3 separate regions of the Mus musculus genome follow, and all the other regions are linked to region 3. A link is a contact called in public Hi-C and HiChIP or PLAC-seq data. All regions are on one chromosome and are shown on one strand. Each heading gives the region's core, a stretch centred on a gene start, on an enhancer-like site or on the middle of the called end of the contact. The rest is flanking DNA. Distances are from core to core; before and after follow the strand shown.

Region 1 (4,780 bases), core at 1,354-3,853, 280 kb after region 3:
TTTTGTTGGTGTTTCTGGGAGGATGGCCTGGCAACTCTCTGCTGTCTGACTTCCCCTGTATAAACTCAGGGTATAACCAAGGATCCTGGCTGCCTGGAGGATGGGAAGACGCTAGGGGAGCCTCTGAGGCTCAGAGACTCACCACACACATGCCCGAGACTGAGTGCAGCATCCTGGCTACTGGTGAGGCTTCAGGAACACTGCAGTTTCTCAGTCAGGCCCTGAGGTCCTCAAAGTCATAGGCATTAGGGACGGAGCCAGGAAGGCTCCAGGAATGAGCCAGAATGAGGGAATATTCAGTGGGGCTGGGCAATGATGAGCCGAGCCACAGATGTTTCAATATTTAGCAGCAGTACACGTTCATCAGCATCATTTCAGATGAAATACTCTCAACGGAATGCTCAGTGTATATTTCCTAGGAGTAAAGCCAGTACCATACGCTATGACAAGGAAAACATACCTGAAGTACAGGATATCCCCAAGACTTAAAGCCCAGGTGAACCACAGAGTGTAGAGCACCAAATTCATACAGGCTTTGGGTTTTAGGCCCTGAAATTCCTCCTTCCCACCACCCACAATTTCTATCAACATGAGAGGTAGGATGTGTGTGTGTGTGTGGGGGGGGGGGAGTAGAATACTACATGCTGTGTTGAAGAGAACGTCCCAAAAGGCCATTCACTGAGTGCAGAGCAAAGGCTGCCATCTTTTTGTGGATGTCTTTGTCCCCTCTTTTCTCAGCTGCTTGTGTCTACTCCTAAGCACATCCTGGCTCAAGAAATGATTATGGTCTACTAGACCATTTTCATCAAGTCGAGACCAAGCAATTGCCAGGCACAGTGACACACATCTGTGATGCTAGAACTTGGGAGACAGAGGCAGGAGGATGCGGAGTTCAAGGTCAACCTCCATTATAAGAGGGTATTCAAGGATAGCCTGGGCTACATGAGATCTTGTCTTTAAAACAAAGATAAATGATAGATATAGGTATCTCTATCTCTATCTTTATCTATCTATGTATTTCTCTCTATATAGATACAAATATAGATATAGACATAGATGATAGATAGATAGATAGATAGATAGATAGATAGATAGATAGATAGACAGACAGACAGATAGACCCAGCCAATCAATGGAGAGCTAGCTTGTTTAAGAAAATGTTCTTTGGCCTAAATTTGTGAGAACTCTTCTGATCTGCCTGGAACTCTTCCAATGGCTGACACTTTCGTTCATCTCCTGTGCTTCATGGACAGAACTCAAGAGGAAGGTACTGGTATTGTGGGATTAAAGAAGGCTGCTCTGGTCTGAGTACCTGGTAGTAATACCTAGCCACAGAAAGGGATTGTCAGTGTCATGTGACAATTCCACAACCCACCTTTTTTACAAGAGGCACTGAGATCACTGAGGGCAGTGTCCAGTTTGCTGAGAGGCACAGTGTACTCCGATCAGGGTTTCTTGTTTTTAGAACTATGGAAAGGTTTTCAAAGGTATTCTTGCTAGGTTTCCAATCTTGCCCTTTCAGATGTACCCAAATGGCGTTTGAAATCTCTTGTTTGTGGAGCGCAACCTCCAGGATGAGGTAATTAAAAGAAACCTATCAATCTGAAAGTTTTCTCTCCCATGAGTAAGTAACGTTGACATACTGTTCAAATAAACCCACAATTTGCCACAATCTGTTTTAGACAAGCCCCCCTACTTTAACCTCCAAATGGGAGAAGTGAAGAGTCTTTTCTTTTCTCGGTTAATCAACAGCATATGTTCAAAGATACTATCAGAGGCGTCTTCTGGGAAGAGCCCTACTCTACCCCCACAACAACCATGCAGTGAACTCAGGAGGAGACTCACCAAGAAATGAGAGTTAAAGCACACCAGCCTCCTGTATGGCAGAGGTCACCCCAGAAAGATGGCCCACTGCTCAGATAAACTCGAGGCTCTGCAGAGGCATACTGAAGAAGAAGCAGCCATCTGTGATTAACTCCAGTGTGTGTACCAAGCTGAGGCCACAGAGAGAGAAAGGAGCTGGGGTAAAGTGTGTGTGTGTGTGTGTGTGTGTGTGTGTGTGTGTGTGTGTGCACTCTCTTACACACAGCATACTGGCCTAGGGAACGCCCACCATCTGCACAAGGAGACCAGTTGCTCCCCCTTGGGAAGAGTGCTTGGGAGGCATCAATTTTCTCATTAAACCTATGAGTACACACAGTGGCAAAAGGCCAAAACAGTCCTCAGAAGCGTGATGTTTAAAAACATCTGTTAGGGGCATTGAGATCCTAAGGGGGTGGGGGGGTTGTGGGAGAGAGAGAGAGAGAGAGAGAGAGAGAGAGAGAGAGAGAGAGAGAGAGACAGACAGAGAGACAGAGAGACAGAGAAACAGAGACAGAGAGACAGAGACAGACAGAGAGACAGACAGAGAGACAGAGAAACAGAGACAGAGGGACAGACAGACAGAGAGACAGACAGAGAGACAGACAGAGACAGAGAGGGACAGAGAGGAAGGAGGAGGAAGAGGACAAAGAAAAGGAAGAGGACAACAAGGAGGAGGAGGATGACTCAGGGCCTAGCACTGTCATTGCCAGACTATGAGTCATAAAGCAGGTACGTCAGCTCCAATTGCCAGAATGCACTAACCTGAGCGTGGCTTTGCTAACACCTAAAGTCCATTTCATGGGAACCGAGCTTCAATAGCAAGCTGCTCACAGAACTTGAAAGGCTCTCCCAGGTCTCAGGATGCCAGGAGTCCTTTGGAATTTCGAATAGAAGTTTCTGACAGTAAAGGTTTACTGTAGTGTAAAGGAAATTATGGAGATTTCCCCTCTGAGCCTAAGAACTCAGTTGCTAGAGGCACCTGCAGGCCCAGGCAGGTTACTTGGCAATATCCCTTTAAACACCAAATTATGGCCTATTAGGCTGCTGCTTGAAGGCTTCCGTAATGTGAAACCCTGACAAATTCCCAAATAAAAGCCATAAAACCAACCATCTTTTAAAACCTGCATGACTGACACTGGGAGAATTACAGCAGCGTGGCAGGTCACTGTGAAATAAAACCACCATAAAGAAGCTTATGACGCTGTCATGGAGAAGGCAATTAGAAGGTGACTCTCGGGCTCTCAGATTGGCTCTTGCTCGTCCCACTGCTCCCTGGGTCCCACCTCCCCGCTGCAAGGTGGTTCAGTTTACAATGAGTGGTCGTTATAGCCCTTTCCCTTGCTCCACTTGAAAAAAAGCACTGAGATTTGGAATTTGACAGGAACCAGTGTCGCCCATGACAACCCTCCACCCCACCTGCAACCAAACTGGTGGAAAGGGTCTGGGTGTGCCATTCAACCAGTATGAGGTCTGGGTGTTTGAAGAGCTTTCATTTAGAGGAGATGATTTTTTTTAAAAGTGGGTATTAAGCAATTTGGTTGTGGATGTTTAATGCACAGACTACACATTGCAGAATGGGAGCCCATGTTTAAATGAGAAATGAAAAGCTCACACACTCTAGGCAAGCTGTAAGAGAACATTGAGGAAGGCTCACAGAAGTCAGCTGAGTAGCCACAGAGCCACATCGGAGGCAGAAACAGCTTGTTCCGAAGAGGCCTTAAATAAATGCTATGTATTATTTGCAGCATGTAAAACAGGCCTGCCTTTTAGTTAGCAGAAGCCATGACTCTCTGTGTTTGGGGTAAGCATGTTCGCGCTCTACTCCTAGCAGGGTTGCGCTAGCCCAGATGCACTGACCTGTCTCCCTCCCACACAGCTGCCCCAGGATAGGAATGTGCTTCTGATCCCATATCCACCGTAATAACTTGTCCTACCCAGGATAAAGCACCCCAAAGATGCCTGCACCCTAATCTTCAGACCCCATAAGTGAGCCAGCCACCTTATCTGGCAAAGGGGACCATGCAGACAGGACTAAGTTGGAGATGGGAGATCATCTTGGATTATCCAGGTGGTCCAGTGTAGTCACAGGGGTCCTTGGAAAGGAGGGAGAGAAAGGGAGTGAGGATCCCAGTGAGAGCACCACAGGAAGATGCTATGCTGCAGCCTTTGAAAGAGGAAGGAGGCACCGTAAGCCAAGAAATGCAGGTGGCCTCTCAAAGCAGGAAAGACAGTTCCTCCGTAGAGACTCCTAAAAGGAGGAAATCTTGCTGACACCTTCTTGGCTTCAGCCCAGTGAGACCCTTTCGTATTCCTGATGGCTGGAACTGCTAGGGGTGTGCATTTGTGCTGTCGTGAGCCACTGAGGTCATGGTGATTGATTACAGCAGTAATAAGAAAGACAAATGCAGGGCTCTAGCTGGGGTCCCACTCCCCCTCAAAGTAGCATTGCTTTCCCACTGCTGGTCTGTGCCTCAGTAACAGGGAAAAGACTGGACTCTGGATACTTCCACTGTGGGCTCCAGTGCAGAAAACATAAATGATCCTGAACCCCCATCCTGAGGTCAGTCCAGAGCTGCAGTTCTGGGTGCAGGGAATTCTACCTCTTTGAGGGGGAGTGTCTTACCACTGGTATCATTAAGAATCAACATGGCAGAGTATTCTGCTAGCAGCCTTAAGATAAAGATGTTGAACTCTCAGCTGTGCCTACACCATGCCTGCCTGGATTTTGCCATGCTCCTGCCTTGATGATAATGGACTGAACCTCTGAACCTGTAAGCCAGTCCCAATTAAATGTTGTCCTTATTATAGGAGTTGCCTTGGTCATGGTGTCTGTTCACAGCAGTAAAACCCTAAGAAGTAAGTTGGTACCAGGGACTGGGGTATTGCTGTGACAGGCCTGACCATGCTTTTGTTTGGA
Region 2 (4,849 bases), core at 2,277-4,776, 310 kb after region 3:
GTATGTACACGATGTATTTGGTTCTCTCTCCCTCTACCCTGACCAGCAACTGGCAGAGACTAGGAATAAGAATTAAATGGAAGTGATGGTGACCCAGAGAAGACGAGGAGAACATGGAGCAGAGGAGCCAGAACTGACCGTATGAGCCTAGTTCTTCTGTACTGTAAGAAGGTAGCTAAAGCCAGTGGAAGTCAATATTCAATACAAGTTTAAATAAGCCCACAACACCAAAGCAAAGCCTACATTATCAAGCTTCTAACTTTCAATGATTTGGGGGAACATTTATCAAGCATCCACTAAGCCCTGTCTAGATACTAGGCACATCCCAATGAACAAAACAAAGCCCATACCATCATAAAGCTTCCATTCTTACATGACTCAACCTAAGCACTGGACTCTTGGAGGACAGCCAACCTTCACAAGACAAGGCAAGATTCCCCATGACACCAAGGACTCCAGTCATAATCCACAATATATCGGCATCCACTTTCTCCATTTCAGCAGTGAAGAATGTCTGCTGCTTCTGCTGAGGAGCAGAGTTCAGTTCCCGGAACCCACGTCAGGTAGCCACAGCTGCCTGTAACTCCAGCGCCAAGGGGATCTGACACCTCAGGCCTCTGCAGGAGCTGCATTTATTTACACACACACACACACACACACACACACACACACACACACACCACTTTAAAATAATAGAAAGAAATCATTTTTAAAAAATTCTTAGCTTCTTGATAACCCCAAATAGTTCAATGTTGATGCAAGAACAAAGGGTCCTGTTTCTTCCACTCTAAAACTACGAAGCCAGACCCAAACTCCTCAGGCACTGTGTTCCCTGTCTTGTCTGTCTTGCCCCTCTGCATGGAAATCAAAGAGGAGGCAAGAGGTCTATTGCTCTGTATATCCAACCACAGCACGGCAGGTGCTGAAGTCGAAACCAGAACCTTAAACATCTGGGAAAGCCTTGCTCTCCCAGAGGCTGCATCTTTGAACATGGGCTTACTCGTTGCATCTGATACGTTACCAGGAATTGCCAGTTTTCTCTGATATCAGCCTGCTTTTTGCTACTCCCCTTTCATCAGTACACTTCAACAGCCAGAAGCAGCAAGCTTCACCATGCCGCCAAGCCTCTGTACATGCTCTCCCCTCACATCACAGTTGCTTCACACACCTATGGATCCCAAATAGGACTTAAAATTCTTCCTGGTTTAGGTTCTTTGATTGTGCTAATGGCCCCAGCACATCGCTTTTCGCCAAGTACCTTGGCATGTCTTCTGCTCCACCCAATTCTGTCTCCAGCTTGTCACCTTGCTTTGGCTGTGGGTTATTAACAGATAGAATTGAACAGGAGCTTCTAATGCTGCTTGCACAATGCTGCTTGCACATGTGTGCCTCTGCCATGACAAGAACATTTGCGGGCTAGCCTGATGATGGAGTTGGAAGCAGAGGTCACTGATCACAGACATTCCAGCCAAGCCTATGCTAGGTCAGCTAACGGTGAACCAGTCCACAGTCCTGAGTGTGTACCCTGTCAGAATGAACAGAGCTGCCTGGCTAACTCACAGCCCAAAGCAGCTACACCCATCCCTGCGTAGACTCAGAACAAGGGTTCAAGCTAGGCTGGACATGGTGACACAAACCTGTAATCTGAGCACTTAAGAGATGTTGTCAAGAGAATTGCTGAGAATTCAAAGCCAGCATAAGCTACATAGCAAGACCTCGACCCCAAAACAATAAAGAAACAACGCAAACTTAGAAAAGGGCTAACAGGATAGCCCAACAAGTGAGCAGGGTATGTGCTGTTAAACCTGTCAACTTGGGTTTAATCCCCAGAGTCCATAAGGTGGACTCTGACTTCCATACAGTCACCATGTACACAAACAACCACAAACCAAATAAATGTATTAATTAAAAAAAAACATAAAAATATAGTATTTCATAATACATGAACCCAAGCAATGTTCAAATTCTGCTATCCATATATATTGTTTTACTGAAACATAGACATGTTTATTTATTTATATAATGTCTGGGGAGTCTTTTGTGCTTCAGAGAAAGAGTCTGGAGAGGACCTGAGATGACTTCGTGAGTGACTGAATGGTTACTTGTTTTAGCCACTGACAATCGGTGACAATTAGTGACACAGCATTCCTGTAGGGAAATTCGCTGACACTTCTCATTTGAGAGCTCAATTCCCCTGGAGAAAGTATTGGGGGAGCATCCGGAATGAGGTCAGGCCGAAGCTAGCCTGCTCTACTTCTCCACTCCAGGCATGGGCCTTGAGCTGGGTCAGTGGCTGGGCCACAGGCTGGAATGGCAGACACTGGTACGCCAATAGTATTGTATCCTTTGGTAGTTCCCATGTGGAGAGCAGACAACATGAGCTGCTCTGCTACAGCGACTCTGTAACACCTATTTTTGATGAGTTTCATCCACCCCCAAATGCGTACTCAGAGGCCAGTTTGCATTGGAGCAGAGATAGAAAAAGGGCTTCTGAAAGATAAAACCCAGACAGTATTTACCTAGATTAATTTGGTTATGTTTACACAGCGAGGCTAAAATTTAATTCCCACCCTGGAGTCTACTGGTAGAAACGCAGCAGGATCATGGTATCAGTTAATAAAGAAAAAAATAAGCTACGTTTTCTTATCACCTGTGAATATGCTGAGAGTCAATTTTGCAAATGTGATAAGAACTTTTATAGAAAGAATAAATGGGGGCCTGGGGAGGTGATAGCTCAGTGGTTAAAACACTTACCACACAAATATGATGTGTGGAGTTCAGCTCCCCAGAACCCACATAAATGTCAGGTGGAAGTAGCAGCCAACCTTTAATTCCAGCTCGGGAAGGCAGAAATGGGGTCCCCTGAGCAAGCCGGCTAGGGAGCCTAGCCCTAATGCTGAGTTCTCTGTTTGATTGACAGACCCCTATGCAAAGTATAAAATGGAAGAGTATATGGGAATGACAACTGACCTCAACCCCCACATGCACTTGAACATGCACACGGACACAGGCATACAAACACGCATACATATGCATGCAGAGCACACATGCATAATTGAAATGGATAAGGAAGACAGCATAAACAGATGAATTACCACACAAACAGGAAATTCCCCCACCGCACAGCTGTGCTCTCTTCCCACCATTTTTTTTGGCACTGTGTCCAGCCAAGGTATTAATCCAGAATGAACTCCTCATCTCAAAATGACTTCGAAGGCCAAGGCCAAGAAGCAAGATGTAGAGCCAGGCCCCTCACGCAGGAACTCCTGAACAACCCCCTCTTCCCCTGCTCCCTTGGCTCTGGAGTGCAATAGGTGGTCTCAAAGCCTTGGATAAATGCACACAGAGCACGCTGGCATCCTCTTAGACTGACAAGCTCGCATCTTTCCAGAGATGCTGGCCTTAAATCTGTACTGAAAATCCTCTGAGATCATGTCGAGGCGATGTTTTCCCCGAGCTGGGAGAAGTTCAGACTCTCACATCTGGAATTTGACCTTTGTGCATGTTGTCATTTCACCCACCACAGGAAACCTTTCTGGGCTGGGCTGAAATATGTAAGCGTTCAGCACTGTGGCTGGTAGCAATCCCACCCAGCTGTGTGGAACGGGAAGCAACAGGGCAATTAATATTCTGTGAAGACGTCAGGGACCAGACGAAAGCCGGCCATTTATCATGGCTGACTCATCGTTCGAAGAGCAAACACATCATTGTCTGTGGGCTTCTGCTGACTCACTTGCTAGCTCCGAGAGACGTGCACCTAGATGGAGCTGCGAGCTACCCAGCCTGCTTTTGGAGGACATTGCCCTTTTGAATCAGCCACATTGAGTTCAGTCTCTGGAAAAGTTGCTGTGAATCTTCTACAGAGGATTTTCAAATGCATGATGAATTGTTCCTGAAAGAGAGGACTGGCCTTTCTTGTGTCATTTTATGTAAACGAACCAGGAAAAGCCACATGTGTGAAATATTAAAAGAACCATGGGATGATGGTGGGCTAGAGATGCTTCACAGGCTATGAGTCCTTGCTGCTTTAGCAGAGCACCTGGGGACAGATCCCAGCACCCACAAGGCATCTTACAACCATCTTTAAGTCCAGTTTCAGGGATCTGACCCTCTTTTCTGGCCAAGAATGGTCCCAGGCACGCATGTGGTACATATTCATACATGCAATCAAATTTTCATGCACATAAAACAATACAAATACAAATCTAAAAAAAAAAAAAAAAAAAGGAGCCAAGCCATGGGTGCAGGGACAGAAGCTCAATGAGTACAAGGCTTGCCTTGCATGGTGACTGTCAGCCAGATACAACCTACCTGGAAAAAGACTCAACTAGGAACCATCTAGAACAGGTTGGCCTGTATGCCTGTGTGTGGGAGATAATCTTGATTGCTGTAATTGATGTGTGAAGACTCAATCTGAAAGTGGGCAGCACCATTCCTTGGTTTGAGGTCCGGGATTATAGAAAAGTAGAGAGAGCTAGGTGAGTATTAAGTACACACACACATTAATTTCTCTCTGCTCTTGACTGTGGGTAGGATGTGACCAGTTGGTTTAAGGTCCTGCAGCCTTTATGTCCCTGCTATGATGGATGTAACCTGGACTCTTAAGTTACAATGAGCCCCTCTCTCCTAAACTGCTTTTGGTCAGGGTGTTTTGTCTCAGCCACGGACGTGAAACTAAGGATGCGTTAAGCCTGGTGGCCTGAGCTCCATCTCCCACTGAAGAAGGGGAGGAGAAGGGAGAAGAAGCATGGTGACTTGAGTTCCATTGCCCACCAAAGGTGGGGGGGGGAGAAGGGACAGGAAGCGCAGGCCAGGTGTGGTGGTGGCATGTGTTTAGAATCCCACTCTA
Region 3 (4,705 bases), core at 1,748-4,247:
AAAATAGACAGGGCTCGAGTTTGCCTCCCACGAAACATCAGCTAAGGAGCAGGGTTGATGTGCTCAGAGCAGCTAACCCAGGCACAGGAACTGCCATCCTCCCACACACGCCAGACACGCAAGTCCTTTTTGACCTCTCCTCGATTCCTTCTGCCCAAATTCATTTTAGTTTTCAACAGATTCTACTAACAACAACAACAACAAAAATCATATCTTTAAGATCCCCAAAGCCAAATCTCAGCTGCCCAGTGCCTGCCCTGGTATTTTTTACTAATGCCTGAACAGCAGTAGAAACCATAACAGTGAAAAGTCAAACCACTCAAGGCTTGTTAAGAAAGTGAAAAGAGCCCACCTTTAATCCCAGCACTGGTGAGGCAGAGGCGAGCCGACCTCTTGAGTTCAAGGCCAGCCTGGTCTACAAAATGAGTTTAAAGACAGCCAGAGTTACAGAGAAACCCTGTCGTGAAAAACCAAAATAAAGAGGAAAAAAAGGGGGAGGGGGGAGGGGAGGGGAGGGGATATAATACCAGTCAGTGGTTTGGGCACCTTACTCAAAGAATCATTGCTCAACCAAAATATAGCATATTCCACCAAATGAAGAAACTGTTTTAAAGCCAGGGCCACACTTGTCAAGTCATGCCTGTACCTGTTGTATTCTCTATATTGAAAGAAGCTGCCCAAACAGTGTTTCTGTCCACCAGATTTCAACAACAAACAAACAAACAAAAGCAAACAGACAAACCAAAAACTGAAGAATCTGAGGCCTACTTGGGTCCCTGCTGGAGTCCAAATTAACCTTCAACACAGTGTTCTAGGCCTCAAATCATAACCGACTAGATATCAATGAATGAATGAACCCCAGAAATCAATTACTCAAGAGTTTCAGACAACACACAGATACCATTTTCCCATTAACTCTGCATACCTCGTGACTTTCTGTACTTACCTGTACCTGGCCATGTAAATGCAATCAATCAGCCTTTTACATGCTGGCTGGTTCACTAGGGCAGCAGTGTGTGTGTGCTCCAGACTCCCTCCCGGTGTAAAAGCAGAGGCCTGCCCAACACCTACCTCAGCTACAGGCATCCCCAGCAGGGAGCCCTGAGGACTTCTGGTCTGTGAGACTGGTCTGTGGTAATGAGACTACAGTGGAAGGCTAGACAACTCAAGTGCCACAGTCAAGAGTATCTAAGCCTCGGTTCTTACCAGGAATGTCTGCTTATGAAAAGAAGAGGACTCTACTAGGCTTAGGCCAGACAAACTGGAACTGCCTCCAAACCCAGGCAGATTTCCAGATAACCTTCCTCCTCCTAACCCTCCAATGAATGCTGTGTAGAGCCTCCTCCCCCACCCTGCTCCCTAGCACACAGAGGAGGAAAACAAAGCTACGCTTACTGAGCCATTGTTACCTGTATGGAGGCCCCGAATTTCTCATTGCAGAGGCTGCACACAAGCGCCCACCGGCTGCTGGGAATGTGAGACACTTTTGTGATGGGCTCCATCTTCTCAGGGCTGCCAATGCTTACCTAAAGATCCAAAATAGCCAGATGGGCATGACACGGATAATCAGAGTCGTAACACAGACCTGAGGGCTAGCCCCAGGGCCCAGCTCTGGACTAGCAGCAGCAGAGCCCAGAGATCAGCCCCCATTGATACCAGCTTGCCAGTCTTTATAGACCTCTCTACAAGTTTTCACTTCTTTCAAGTATCTGATAGCAAAAACATCTATCTTATCGTAACAAGGCTAGGGGCTGGAGAGATGGCTCAGAGGTTAAGAGCACTGGCTGTTCTTCCAGAGGTCCTGAGTTCAATTCCCAGTAACCACATGATGGCTCACAACCATCTGTAATGGGATCTGATGCCCTCTACTGGTGTGTCTCAAGACAGCTACAGTACATCATATATATCAAATAAATAAAATCTTTTTTAAAAAAAGACTTTAGATTGACAAGAATTTTTAAGGACTAAAAACCCATTGTAAACATATTTAAATAATAGAATGAGCAAAGAGATAAACTATATTTAATAGTATTACATCAGAACACATAACTATATTAAAAGTAAAAATCTAGCAAGATAAATATGGAATAATGAACTGCAAACTGGTTAATATTAAACCAAAAGATCCAGTGAAACTCCCATGTAAATCATACCCAGGCAATTTTCCTCTGGAGGGAAAAAAAATGCAGCAAATCACACACCAAAAATACTGGAATTTAAATGACAAATGATATTCTCATCACAAGCCATGCAAATTAAATTAGTTAAGGTCTGGGACTGGAAATAAATTAGAGCAGACCTGAAATTAACAAGGTGGAAGCCGAGGAAGAATTTAAATAAAGCTCACAGAAGTGTGACCTAGGGCACTGTGGTACTGCACTCGGAGTTTGGCAAACACAAACTGGCAGGGACAGTAGCATGGCTACCCTCAGGACAGAGCCGTGAAGGTGCCAGGCCTGGCCTGTGAGTGCTGTCATCTACGTGAGGGTTTCCAGAAATGGAAAAGTGGGGCTATTTGTGGACACCAGGCCACTGCTGCCTCCAGGAAGCCCCTCCACAGACCCGCTCTGCTCAGGATCAGCTTGGGGACAGAGGGGACCCAGCAGCTCTACTGCTGCCTGTGAGTCACTCACTCCCACCTACCCAACCCCAGCAGGAAACCAGGACTGTCTCAATTAAGATGCTATCAGAAAGCAGGCTTACCTCAGGGATCCACAGGGCACAGCTGACGTGGACCCACTTGGTTCCGCTGCGGGTCGGCTTCATAGCTCCGCCTTTCTTGGGACACAGCAAACATTTTGGCTGAACTCCCAGGGCACATGTACGACATAGCCAACTGCCCTCTGGCACCTTGAGGATCCCATAGCAAGCCTGTAAGGCCACAACTTTGTTATTTATGTGTATGGGTGTCTTGCCTCTATATATCACTGTGCCACACACTGTGTAATGCCCACAGAGGCCAAAAGAGGGTGCTGGATCCCCTAGAACTGGAGTAATGGCCTGCTGTAAGCAGCCAATGTGGGATCTAGGAATCAAGCCTTTGTTCTCTTGAAGGGCGGTCAGCAAGTCTTACGAGGCATCGCCCAGCCCCTATTTGTGAACTGAAAAACAATCTAGAAGGATTTTCACAGAGCCACACCAAAGTAGACATGCCCATATCCACCTAACTGTGATCCTGACCCTCGAGGAAATATGCCAGCCCACCTCCAAGCACCCATGTGCCTGAGCTCCAAAGACACGCCACATGTGTCTTCAGCACAGGAAGTCCCAAGAACTTGACAAGAGGGATCCTAAAATAACGAGTGTTGCTGTGGTGCGGAAGAGACCCAGCCATAAGACAGTTCCAACCACTGAGCAGCCAATGCTCCAACCTGGCTGCAGGCTTCAAGAGGGTACAACAGACCTCTCTCTGCTTTCATGATGGGCGTGACACGGAACGAAGGCAAAACAAAGCACCAAAGCCAAGGTGATAGTGGCTGGGCAACCATTCGCTGCTCAAGCTGGACACACTCCTCCTACTGGAGTCCAACAGAGTTCATGCGAACAGACAGCCGCAGAAGAGCGAGACATTTCAAAATGAGAGTTTGGTTTCTTTCGCTGATGTTTAAAAACAAAGCCTGTTTTGCACAAGTTGGCAAAATTACACAAGACAACCCAAACTGCAGAAATTAAGGCTTTTACAACTGAAATCATTATGCTGGTTTAAAGAAAGAAAAAGCAAATGTTTCAATAAGGGGAGTAAATAAACAAACCCATGGTAGTACCGGGAGTGTGCTCAGACAGCCCTTTAAAACCCAGACAGTTCACAACGTTATCCTTAAATGAACTGCAAGTCGGAAGTCACAGGAACCTGGCTCTATTTCTCCAGGCAGAAACAGCACAGCCACCATGAAATCCGAACGCCCAGGACACAAGAAGGAAAACACAAGGATGAGAGCGGAGCTCAGCAAAGAAACAGTAACACCGCAGTCCTGAGAGCTCCGCGCGGCCACGAATGAGCAGTGGTCAACAAGTCTACCAGCAAAGCAGTGTTCTTACAGATCTCAACAGTAGTAGGAGGGCTTCAAACGCCATGGCGTTCTAGAGCTCCCTTTGAAGCGAGGATCTCGTTTACTGGAAAGGCACATCTACACTAATCAAGTATGCCTTAAAGACAAGCCATGAAGAATCTCACGGAAAGTAAAATAAAGTGAGCGTGAAGTGTCGAGAGCAGAAGAAGCGGAAGTCATCAGGGCCAACTCTGCCACCCACATGCTAAGGTGTTGGCACACAGCCCTGATGGCAGCTTACAGACTTCTGAAGCACAGAGCACAACTGGATTTCAAGCAGAAATCTCGTAACAGCAAATGTCAGAAGACTTCAGGGTCACTAGGTCAATGAGAGGCAGCAGCAACAGTGGCAGTCGTGTGGCCTCCCATCACACACACCTCCACAGGGACTCCAGGGCAAGACGCCCTCTGGACCACAAAGCCCAGATACAAAACAGGTCCGTCTCAGGGTTCCCTGTGAAGATGAGCTGAGACGGGGCCACCGCTGGTGAAGCCATGGAGTTTTCTAAAGCCCTAGAGGTGAATTATAGAGAAAGGGGTAACCCAGATCTCTGAGTGTGGCAGTGAGTATGTGTGATCTCAGCACTCAGCGGCAGAGGCAGGAGGATTATCTCAGTTGGAGGCTATCCTGGCCTATACACTGAGATACAGGCAGC

The links. A called contact is a pair of places that touch in the nucleus more often than the background predicts. HiChIP or PLAC-seq counts read pairs in DNA pulled down with a chosen protein or histone mark.
Region 1: an H3K27ac HiChIP or PLAC-seq map of trophoblast stem cells shows a contact between it and region 3, with 9 read pairs. The contact joins two enhancer-like sites. A contact is called at or near these places in 3 of 115 datasets of contacts at active chromatin or transcription factors (extraembryonic endoderm stem cells, pancreatic cancer cells and trophoblast stem cells) and 2 of 9 other capture datasets (adipose tissue and pancreatic islet).
Region 2: a contact with region 3 is called in a Hi-C map of the N1E-115 cell line, with 3 times the contacts expected there. The contact joins two enhancer-like sites. A contact is called at or near these places in 1 of 39 promoter capture datasets (liver), 4 of 484 Hi-C or Micro-C datasets (the N1E-115 cell line, embryonic fibroblasts, muscle stem cells and 1 more), 2 of 115 datasets of contacts at active chromatin or transcription factors (fibro-adipogenic progenitors and pancreatic cancer cells) and 1 of 9 other capture datasets (adipose tissue).

Annotation. Positions count from the first base shown.
Region 1 is chr3:41,316,759-41,321,538 of GRCm38.p6, reverse strand. No RefSeq gene overlaps it. Among named protein-coding and RNA genes, the nearest start is that of 1700052H01Rik, 37 kb to the left of the region's middle. Within about 2 kb of position 2,603, at least 72 of the 459 cell types and tissues checked have an H3K27ac peak or open chromatin away from gene starts, as enhancers often do. A contact at or near this core is called in trophoblast stem cells, where this site is marked.
Region 2 is chr3:41,283,833-41,288,681 of GRCm38.p6, reverse strand. No RefSeq gene overlaps it. Among named protein-coding and RNA genes, the nearest start is that of 1700052H01Rik, 70 kb to the left of the region's middle. Within about 2 kb of position 3,526, at least 131 of the 459 cell types and tissues checked have an H3K27ac peak or open chromatin away from gene starts, as enhancers often do. A contact at or near this core is called in the N1E-115 cell line, liver and muscle stem cells, where this site is marked.
Region 3 is chr3:41,598,188-41,602,892 of GRCm38.p6, reverse strand. It overlaps Jade1 (jade family PHD finger 1), which reads right to left. Exons shown (of 11, transcript NM_001130184.1): 7 at 2,704-2,871; 8 at 1,410-1,526. Among named protein-coding and RNA genes, the nearest start is that of Jade1, 45 kb to the right of the region's middle. Within about 2 kb of position 2,997, at least 40 of the 459 cell types and tissues checked have an H3K27ac peak or open chromatin away from gene starts, as enhancers often do. A contact at or near this core is called in the N1E-115 cell line, liver, muscle stem cells and 1 more, where this site is marked.